Regions from separate parts of the Gossypium hirsutum genome. Here region 2 is linked to region 1. A link is a contact called in public Hi-C data. All regions are on one chromosome and are shown on one strand. Each heading gives the region's core, a stretch centred on a gene start, on an enhancer-like site or on the middle of the called end of the contact. The rest is flanking DNA. Distances are from core to core; before and after follow the strand shown. Region 1 holds the start of LOC107900685. Region 2 holds the start of LOC107900664 (protein ENHANCED DISEASE RESISTANCE 2).

The links. A called contact is a pair of places that touch in the nucleus more often than the background predicts.
Region 2: a contact with region 1 is called in a Hi-C map of leaf, with 2.2 times the contacts expected there. The contact joins the promoter of LOC107900664 here to the promoter of LOC107900685 in region 1. A contact is called at or near these places in 2 of 34 Hi-C or Micro-C datasets (hypocotyl and leaf).

What each region holds. Positions count from the first base shown.
Region 1 is chrD08:54,996,898-54,999,443 of Gossypium_hirsutum_v2.1, forward strand. LOC107900685 reads right to left here and starts at 1,281. Exons shown (of 7, transcript XM_016826368.2): 1 at 896-1,281; 2 at 725-787; 3 at 475-629; 4 at 240-365. The coding sequence starts at 1,135.
Region 2 is chrD08:55,290,647-55,293,192 of Gossypium_hirsutum_v2.1, forward strand. It overlaps LOC107900664 (protein ENHANCED DISEASE RESISTANCE 2), which reads left to right and starts at 1,268. Exons shown (of 22, transcript XM_016826333.2): 1 at 1,268-2,204. The coding sequence starts at 2,067.

The sequences.
Region 1 (2,546 bases), core at 31-2,530:
GTTTCATTGCTCAGTACAATAATTAAATTCATTTGCACAGCGTGACCATGGAAATAAATAATCAAATAGCTTATTTCAGCAATAGAAATCAAATCAAATCAAATCAAATCAAATTGTCTGCTTTTCTCCATAGTAGATCATATTTTCTTTGGTTTACTAGCCAAGATTGTGCGGTAGTGCATGCAGGTATATTCAATTTACCATTGGTTAATATTGCAGAAGCTACTATTGATACATACCGTGGAGCATTTTTAAGAACTTCAAACTCTTCCTCTGTCGGTAAAGAACGTCCAAAAACATCTTTAGGTCTTGATTTCCGTTTCTCTTTAGTAGTAGCAACTCCACCGGGCAAAGATTCCGGCTGCCTGCAAGATGAAGCTAATAAATTGAGAAAGCCATTTCACAAATATGAAAATAAGCTTAAAATAAAGCAAGGAAAACACATGAAAAGTTTTATATTCAAATCAAAATTACATTGCTGTGGAAGGCACATCGGTAGAATGATCATCGGATACGTTGTTATGATCAGTTTTTTTCCTCTCATCAGCAATCTCGGCCGCTTTGGCACTTTCAGCATTATAACCAGGCGGACGAACATACATAAAGCTAACAGCTTTCATCATCTCCACCTAGGAATTCAATAAGGGTTTTCGGGTAATTTAGTCCACAAAAGAATGAAGATAGAAATCAAGGGCAACCACTTAGATAGGATCATATTCAAAACCTTTTCCTTCTCTTTTTTGGAAATTAGAGCCGTCTGGCGAAAGAATTCTTGCTCTTGGGCATACTGCATCAAAGTATAAGATAGAATGCTTAGTGCTAGGGCAAGTGAGAGAGAGAGAGAGAGAGAGAGAGAGAGAGAGTGGTAGAATAATAAATAAAAAGAAAGACCAACCTCGCGAGCGACTTCGTCGGCACGGCGCACGCGCTGGGCATGGGTCTGCTCAGCGATCCATTTGCGGCGTTGGTTAGGGTAGGAGAGGGGATGCCATGGTTTCTGGTTGAGATAGGAATGGCTCCAAGCAGTGCCGGCTTTTGTCTTGTAGTCAACTTCGGCGGAAGAGCCAGGCTTGTTGTCATCGGGGAACTTCTTTCTCAGCCTTATTCCTCCCCCCTCCTCTCCGATTCCATCCATCCTATCACTCGCTATTTTCTTCCTTCAATAAATTCGTTGTATTACCAAAATAGGAGTATCAGATTTCGTCGTCCTCTTCTACTTCCATTCCCAAATTTTCTAATATCTAGTACCAGATTCGGGACTTGGGATTGCCGGATCGGGCTGCCCCACCCACTCTTTATGGGCCTATCGATTATATGATTTTCCACTCTCCCCTTCTAATTATCAAATCAAGCCTGCTGTAGTTTTTCAAGCGTTCAATACTTTTAGGTTAATGGGCCTTCAAATTTTTTCAAAAAAAATTTAAGTAAGGCCTTGTACACCTAGTTAAGTCTTGAACTAGTAAAATTGATCGAATAAGATCTTCGACTAATATTGACAGTTACTTGTTAACGGAAATGATAATATGGTCAATTAATAGACGCCCACATCATCACCATTTACCAACGTGGTAGTGACACATCATCACTAGCCGTTAACATATCAGTTCCACATCATCACTAAAGGTTGACACGGCAGTGCAAAAATAAAAATTTTCAAATAATAAAAAACACTTAAAATTATTTTTTAAAATAAGTTCACGATGAATTTAGACAAATTGGTGTCCAGATTCATTTTGAAATTATAAAAAACATAAAAAACTATAAAAAAAATCATGAACATTTATAACAATTATTATAAATTAATTAAAAATTATAAAATTTTATCAAATTTATAAAAAAATAAATTTATTAAAAACTATAAAAAATTTAATAATGTATATTTAATCAAAATGGTTAGAAATTAATTAAAAACCACAAAACTTATTAAAATGAATTAAATGTTTTATAAAATTTTACAAAAAAATATTTTTCTTATTTTTATTATAGTATAGCTATTGATCATTAATTAAAAAAGCCATTGATGATTAATAAGGCCTAACATTTTAGAAGAACTTTTAATAGTTTACATGAGAGAAAAAATATCAATGTTTGATATACTTGGATATAAGTTATTTAATATAAATGAGAAAATAATTTTTGTAAAACTTTATGAAAAATAAATTATTTTTTATATAATTTTATGTTTTAATTAATTTATAACAATTTATAAATGATTTTTTCTAATTTTTTTGTGATTTTTAATAGTTTATTTTTTATAAACTTTATAAAAAAATTATTTTTTAATTAATTTCTAATAAGATTTTATTTTTTTTAATTTTATAAGTTTTTTTTAATTTTTTTTTATAATTCTAAAAAGAATCTAGACATATGGGTGTCCATTTTCAAATGAACTTGAACAACCATTTGTCTAGATTCATTGTGTATTATTTAAAATAATTTTAAAATATTCTTTATTTTTTAAAATTTTTTTATTTTTTCTAATGTGGCACTATCACATCAACGATAAGTAATGATGTGGTATTGTCATGTTAGCAAACGGTGCTGAT
Region 2 (2,546 bases), core at 18-2,517, 290 kb after region 1:
TTAGGAATTTTTTTGACAAAGCTACCTAATTCTACCATATATAAAATTCATCTAGAAAATAAATAAAAGAGTCTTTATATAAAATGACAAGTTTAGCACATGTTCTTGGATAGCGGCTGCATCATCATATTGTCTATTCAAATTCCTAGGGCTAAACTAATATCTAATCTTTAAATTTAGTTTCTTTTTTTTCAATTTCCATCCTTTAGTTTCGGGATTGGGAATTTTTTTTAAAAAATTTGATAATGTGGTACTTCCATGTAAATTATAAATATATATAATCTAAAAATAATATAAATATAAAAATTTATTGTAAAATTATAATTTTAAAAAATTAAAAAATTTTAAGTGATGATATGATTCAATTCTAAAATATCTGGTCATCACACTTTAATTAACCCAAATTTAGAGATAAATTTGAGAAAAATTACCAAAATTTAAGACTAATATGAATTAAAAAAGTCTAGTTTCAAGAAGTTTATTTATAAGTCAAATTTCAATTATTGGTTATTATAACATCTACTACGTGTAAGTTATAGACTTCTGTTTTTACACTCTAATTTGGAGTTCAAAATTACTTTTTATAAAAATCTTATGCAATAAATATATTATCACATGTATAATATCATGTCACCTTATTATTTTCACATAATATTCACAAAAAATTTATATCATTTTAGTTAATGGATTTAAAATTATTGTTTTGGACAAGATTAAAATTTTAAAATTTGAAAAATATATGAACTAAAAATAACCAAATTGAAGAATATGGAGTAAATTCACAACTAATGTATAGTGCAAGGCTAACAACATAATTTGATCCTAATGAGTTTAACTATTATTGTTGTTAGGACTGAAATTGCAAAAATAAAAAAAGTATAAAGGCTAAAATTGACTAAATTAGATTACATGGACCAAGGCGGTGACAAGGGACGGTAGGGCCCGACCCCCTAAAAAAAATTAACTTTGGCCCTTTAAGTTTTACAAGATTTTAATTTAGTAAATGATAAAATTATATTTTGACCTAAAAATGATAAATTATGATTTAATCATTTAAAAACTATAAAGATATGAAAAATTAGAATTGTGAAATTACATTTTAACCTACATAAAAATATATCGACGGAAAATTTTCTGGCTTCACCTTTGACAAGGACTAAAGCGGAGATTTACAAATAGCATAAGGATTAATAGCAGAATTTGACCTAAATAACATAATCATGCTTAGGAGATAAGACTTCTTTGTAATTAACCGCTTCAGCAGGGACCAAAGCATATTTCTATTTTCTTGAACTGAGAATTTATATTGTCAGATACTGCCCAGAAACTGAAAGTAAACATGGAAGTCAGGCCCCCCGCCTTTACTATCAGATTTGGCAAAGCTTCAAGGTTCTAAAGATACTTGCCCCACTTACCCAATCATAATCATCCACGTGGCGTTTTCCTAGTTCCGTGCGCCCTTTCTTTCCACACTTACGTGGTCCGTCTCCTCAATTGCACCGTCGCCTCACTTTGAATTACATCGTTGTATTCATTATTTCCCAACCATCGTCGATGCCGGCACCATCGCGTTAGATATCTCCTTAGGCTCTTCCCTGTTTTTTTAAAAATTAATTTTATTTTCGCATATTTTGTATGTATATAAATAATTTATATTAAAAAATTAAAATAAAATATTATCAGTTCATTGTTTCTGATTTCAAAATTCGCTCTCTATTGTCTTCTTCGTCGTCGTCGTCTTCTTCTTCTTCATAGAGTTCAATTCACCTCTGAAGACTTTACTTGATCCTACTTACTGCTGTTCCTTCTTTCCATTTAACTGTTTTTTATTGCCGCTTTTTTTTTGTTATTGCTTCATCGTAGTATACAAAATTAAATTTCTCTTTTTGCGGTTCTCGGGTTCACTGCACTGTCGAAATTGAATCCTGAGACTCTTCCAATTCCAAATTTGAGAATTAGGAATTACCGTTTTCGCGATTTTGACGATAAAGTGAGGGACGACGAGATATCAGAGGACTTAGGAGTTGGAAATTCTATTGGTGGTGGTCGATTTTGAGAGGGCAGGAATGTCGAAGGTGGTGTACGAAGGATGGATGGTGAGATATGGTCGAAGGAAGATCGGACGATCCTTCATACACATGCGATATTTCGTGCTCGAAAATCGGCTTCTAGCTTACTACAAGAGAAAGCCACAAGATAGTCAGGTTTTTAATTATTTTTGTTTGAAAGTTGTTAATTTTTCTTAGGAAATCAAACATGTTTTTGAAGTATTTTATGGTTCGCTTAGATTTAATTCGCCTTCTTTTTGGACTGGAGAAGGGAGAAAAGTAGCTTTTAGAACGGTAAATTAAATGCAGTTCCGTGGATTTAATTTTAATTTTAGTAATGGAACAGCCGATGCTGCAATTCTTTATATAAAATCAGGAGCATCTTGTTGATAAAAGTATTCGATATATGTAGATTCTTACAGTTAAGGGAAAGAAAAACAGAGAAGTATTATTTCTTTTTCTTTAAGGATTCTTTCTGTTTCTTTTGACTGTTTGCTT